Linked DNA regions of Mus musculus: region 1 is linked to region 2. A link is a contact called in public HiChIP or PLAC-seq data. All regions are on one chromosome and are shown on one strand. Each heading gives the region's core, a stretch centred on a gene start, on an enhancer-like site or on the middle of the called end of the contact. The rest is flanking DNA. Distances are from core to core; before and after follow the strand shown. Region 1 has its middle 14 kb from the start of Gm22934. Region 2 overlaps Efl1 (elongation factor like GTPase 1).

Region 1 (2,722 bases), core at 68-2,567, 280 kb before region 2:
ATGATTGTAAGCAACATTACCATGTCAGAGTCATTTTTAAAGGCATGAAATAATTCATAATGTGGAGAAACCCTCTGACTGTATTTAATATGGTAAAGCCTTTTACATTTCTATAATCTCTATCATCATGAAAGAATTCATAGTGGAGAAAAACTATAAACGTATTTAATATGGTGAAGGCTTTGTGTGTTCCTGTAGTCTGCATTATCATGAAAGTATACACACTGGAGAAAAATTCTGTGAATGTAAGTAATGGGGTAAAGCCTTTGGGTTATGAGGTTCGCTGAGATCCACCACAACTCAACACCAAATTAATGCAGCTGACAATAATTATTGTAATCAAGATGCTACTAATCGATCAAGGTCACAGAACATAGTGAGTAGCTGAACTATAATACCTTGCCCTACCCCACCTCATACCAGAATGTTATATAATGCTTTTACACTCGAAAACCACAAATATCTGTGCTAAGTTTCACTTACATTTTTCCACCAATCTGGACTAAAATTCTTAAGGACTAAAATTGAAGAACAGATTTTTAAGAACATGACCCAATTTCATTTAATCTACATAGCACTCACTTTCGATCAAAAGATACAAAGATTGATAGTAAAGCCATGGTGACAGTAGCAAAAAGGACCAGTGGTAGATGTGCTAATGTCAGAGAAAATAGACTGAGTTACACAAAGATAGTAAGAGGCAATGAAGGACCCTGTGCACCAGTAAAGCTTCAATATGCCAAGACCTAAAAGTCAACCACCAAAATGAAGGAGATAACTTATAGAGATTCCAGAACGTTGTCAAATTTGCTATTAAAAACTGCTCAGAAGATGTGTATGGACATGGGAGACTTGGCCAGCCCAATAAACCAATGAGATTTAGTAGATTTATATAGCATGCTGCACACAACAGCAGAATATATATTTTCCTGCATACACATGGGATACTCAACTCTGATAAACAATATGGTAGGCTACAACCAGAAGCCTCAACAGAATGTTCAAAAGACAGATATTAGGTGTGGAAAGATGGCTCAGTAGGTGATTGTACTTGCTCTGCAAACATGGGAACCTCAGTTTGCATCCCCAGAACCCACATAAAGAGTTAGCTATGGCTACACGTGCCGGTAACTCTAGAATTGGAAAGTAGAGACAGGCAGATACACGAAGAGTTCACTAGACATTCTAGACAAAACATCAGACTTTCCATTTCATAAGATACCTTTTCTTAAGACAAGATGGCAGAGAGCTGTACAGAAAGACATTCAAAGTCTTGATCTGGCCTCTATGTGTGCACACAGGTGAGTATACCCACACACCATTGTTGTGGATAGCCCTGGGGCTAATTATATTTGATGTTAATTCTGTTCTCTTTTGAGTGGCTGCGAACAAAAAATGAGTCAGCACTCAGGTGATTTCCTGTAAACCTGCTTCCCACCTTAATTTGTAAAATAAAGGAGAGTTGATGATCGGGCAGATAAAAGGGAAGGTGGAGCAGAAGATGAGAGAGAGAGAGAGAGAGAGAGAGAGAGAGAGGGAGGGAGAGAGGGAGAGAGGGAGAGGGAGGGGAAAATGGAAGAGGGAGAGGACGCAGAGGAGGAGGAAGAAGAAGAAAAGTGGAGCAGAAGCACATGGCCTGGGGAAACTGCAAGTTCTAAGGGGTCTCATAGATGTGGAAGATGGTTGTGTAGCAGTAGATCTGCCCAATCTAGGCACACAGCTTGTATTCATACAAACTGAGTTGAGTTTTCATTGCCGGGGCATATTTGGGAGATTTACTGCAACACACCATATGCATGTATGATACACATTTATACTATATACTATACACACACACACACACACACACACACACACACACACGATAGTTGGTAAACAAAATACCTTTTAAGACCACAAGAAAGTAAGGTTAGAGAGATCAGTAAAACAAAAAATGGAAGATTCACCAATTTGTGGAATATAATATACAACTGAACAGATGATCAATCACAGAAGAAACCCCAAGAGAAACTAAACCTCTTTAACGTTTTTAACCTAAATTGCCATATGATTCATCCATTCCACTTCTGGGCATATACTGGGCGTAATTGAAAGTAGTCTGAAAATATATCTCTGCATCTGTGTTGGCAGCAAATTATTCACAGTAGACAAACCAAGGAAGCCGCCTGAATACCCACTAACCAATAAGCAGGTAAGCAAATGCAATATGTTTAACACAACATGAGTGAGCCTGGAGGGCTCCACGATCCCAGTAAGATGAGCTACCTAGGACCAATTTATAAAGACAGAACATAGACACTTGTCTTCAGGGCCATCAGGTGGGGATTCCAGGAGCTGCTATTAAACAAGTCTCCTGTCTCGGTTATGCAAAATGAAGAATTCAGAACATAGATCATGGTAAGGTAGATGTACTTAGACTAGACTGCACTAAAATAGATAATATGGCACATTTTATATTATACGTATCACTACAATGTTTTAAGTTTTAAAAAAAGGATTTGCATATATTAGACTCAGCTCACAAGGCCCATGACATCCTGATTCTATAGGTCTCAATATGCCATTTTCCCATTATTTTCTCTGTGTAGTGTTAACTCAGAGGAGATTCACTCACTATATAAACAACTGAAGCATTTCTCCCATCCCACCAAAGTCCATTCATCACAGTAATGTTGATTCAGAGCTAGGAGTGCTGGTTCCTGGAAGTGGGCATTCTCAATTA
Region 2 (2,700 bases), core at 54-2,553:
AAACAAAAAACAGTTACCTAATGCACAGCAGACTTCTAGCATCACGGCAATGGAAAAAAGCACAATTCATCAAGAGAATGCCAAGCTTAGAAGTAGAAGGTACCCAGCAATCTATTCAATGCAATATAGCATCTCTCAAGGTGTTCTAAGACGGTCCTAGCAGCTCACAGCCTTGATGAAGGGCAGGAATTGTAATCCACAGGCCCACATACGAATTCCTTAGGTGTTACACAGCTCTTCTGCTCCATAGTTTGCTGGAAAGCAAACAAACTACCAAAGGCTCTACCCAGGTTCTTCCCACTTTCATCTGAATCCTCCACTAGCACTCCTCAAGGCACCACTAGCACGTCTAGATTGAGCTAGCTTCTAAGCACTTAAAAGCTAATTCCACAACACCTTAGTTTTTATGCCCCACCCCAAGTCCAACTCCCTCCCTGCCTCGTATAAACTGAACCAAGAATGTTTAAGTTAAAAAGAAAGTCGGTTACATCACAGGTACATCTCTAGGTAGCCGTTTGTGTAAATGCCTCTTCAGTTTGTGGTTGGCAGCAGGTTAGCTGTGAGCTCGCAGTCTGAGGCAGCTGCTAAGTCAGTCTTAGGTTTTCTTTTTTGAAGCAATGTGAGGTTCCCAGGGCGGTCACCCCAATCTGAGTTATTACTCTATTAGAAAGGACAGCTTTGGCAGAAAGGGATGGCAGGCTGCTTGTAAATCGTATTTCATAGGTATGAAGGACAGGGAAGCAAATGTGGCATGAAGTCAGGGTTAATCACTGAGCAGCTGGCCAGTGGAAGCAACAGCAGACGGCTAACTGCAGGGAAGAAAACCCTGGTCGGCCGTCGAGGCCAAAGGCTGAGTGCTTTGAATCTTGGCATTTTTAGCAGGTACCTGGTACAGAGAAAACGGGGCACCGGTGAAAGGACCGGCTAGTGGGACAGACAGCCACTTAGTTCTAAGGTTACATGGGAAGGGAAACAGCAAAACCAACTGAGGCCTTGTCCAGAGAATTTCATGACAGCACTTGTTTAGATATACATTAAGTATCTAGAAGTATGAATCTCAAATGTGGGGACAAGGATACGTTTCTACTCATGTACAAGGGATAAAAACAGACTTGGCAGGCAGCTTTCATTGGCCTTTTTGGAAAGTTAGTCTTACTTCTGGGGAAATTCTTGTCTTCTTAGCAGGTGGTGTCATGACACCACTTTGTTACTAAGAGTCACCAGCTCCTTTGTCCCTGCTCCACACAGTAGCAGAGGCGGGCTGAGTACAAGGTTGGTGATACCCTCCCTCCATCTGAAGGACAAAGGCTCTAGGGTGTGTGGGGAAGGTGTCCTGAGGCTCTGCGGCTCTGCAGAGCTGAATGTCAAGCCCTTTAAGAGGACCGTTTCTGGGTTTACAATAGGCTCTAGTATTCTCAGTTTGTGAACAGGGTCAGCTGGCAGCTGTTACATTTCTTGGGGAGTTATGAAACAAAACCAGGCATAGGATTCCCTAAAAAGTGCAAAGTGCTGGGAAGCCTGCCCAGCTGAACCTGCCAGGTTATCTAGTAAGCCCTGGAGCAAAACACCCGAGCAACACAAAACATCAGTGAAGGGCTCACTGGCAGGGCTGGCCATGCTCCTGTCCACACCACAGCCAGGTACCTTCTGTGGGCCTCTGGTACTCTTCAGAGGTGGGAAAGGCAGGCAGCATACTAAAACAGCGTGGAAAGAAAGTATTCACTCCGTTACACTACATTACAAGTTACTGGTTCATAATTATTTTTTATTGAAGTATTTTTTCTCACCTCTGAAGAGTATAAAAGTCCTAAGTGTCTTTCTCATCTCAGAAAGACTACTGTGTAGTAAGACACAGAGGATCAGCATACAGTACTCAGGTACCTACAGGAAGCCACAGAACCATAGTGATGGCTGACCAAACCAGACTGTCGCACAAGCTCACCCTCAGTGACTTACCAGTGCTAATCTGCTTCAAGACCATCACTTTACCCATGGAGGAGGGGGAAGAAAAAAAAAAAAAAGAAGCAAAGCCCAGCAGGAGGGATGACCCCTAAACGTGCTTTCCTGGTAAAGCTGAGGATTAATCCTCATGACCAGGCTTCTTCAGAAGGCTCCAGTTCTTCCTTACTGTCAATCATGATCCGGCTGTACCATGTATAGTGAAACCATGTGTTCTCAGAAAGGAACAGTCTGCCAGTTTCTTACCTCAACATTTAGAGAAAAGAACTTAGAGAATGGAATGAATAAGAACTTTATTGTTCAACTAATAAATAAGGAGAGTTTCTTTTCCCAGACTGGGTAATGAGGAAGCAAATGGAATCTGCCTGTCATGTCCACTCTGGTGGGCTGTGTCTTGAGGAATTTGCTGTATGTGTGAACTCACAGCAGGTATTTACTTCCTTAGAGGACACAGTTCACAGCAATGCCACAAGTGGTGCCCATTTCCCAATCATTGGTTAGAGTGCATTTTCAGAAAAAAATATGGACCTAGACTTCATACAATAAATGAAGATAAGCACTCGGGCAGGCTGAGCAGTAGCAATATATCTGGAGCTGTTCACAGTGCGAGTTATGGTTCTCTAGAGGAGGGGAGGGAAGGGGAGGGGAGGGGAGGGCCTTTCTTTCTTGCCTTTCCCTGTCTCCTCTCACTCTCTCCTTTCCTATGCATCCTAGACAAGGCTCTATCATACAGCTCTAGCT

The links. HiChIP or PLAC-seq counts read pairs in DNA pulled down with a chosen protein or histone mark.
Region 1: an H3K27ac HiChIP or PLAC-seq map of embryonic stem cells shows a contact between it and region 2, with 3 times the contacts expected there. The contact joins two enhancer-like sites. A contact is called at or near these places in 8 of 39 promoter capture datasets (the 3T3-L1 cell line, the HPC-7 cell line, embryonic stem cells and 4 more), 3 of 484 Hi-C or Micro-C datasets (the CH12 cell line, cerebral cortex and microglia), 1 of 115 datasets of contacts at active chromatin or transcription factors (embryonic stem cells) and 1 of 9 other capture datasets (embryonic tail).

Annotation. Positions count from the first base shown.
Region 1 is chr7:83,007,131-83,009,852 of GRCm38.p6, reverse strand. No RefSeq gene overlaps it. Among named protein-coding and RNA genes, the nearest start is that of Gm22934, 14 kb to the right of the region's middle. Within about 2 kb of position 1,317, at least 2 of the 459 cell types and tissues checked have an H3K27ac peak or open chromatin away from gene starts, as enhancers often do. A contact at or near this core is called in embryonic stem cells, where this site is marked.
Region 2 is chr7:82,724,029-82,726,728 of GRCm38.p6, reverse strand. The region is part of intron 15 of Efl1 (elongation factor like GTPase 1); the gene reads right to left. Among named protein-coding and RNA genes, the nearest start is that of 4933406J10Rik, 30 kb to the left of the region's middle. Within about 2 kb of position 1,303, at least 22 of the 459 cell types and tissues checked have an H3K27ac peak or open chromatin away from gene starts, as enhancers often do. A contact at or near this core is called in embryonic stem cells, where this site is marked.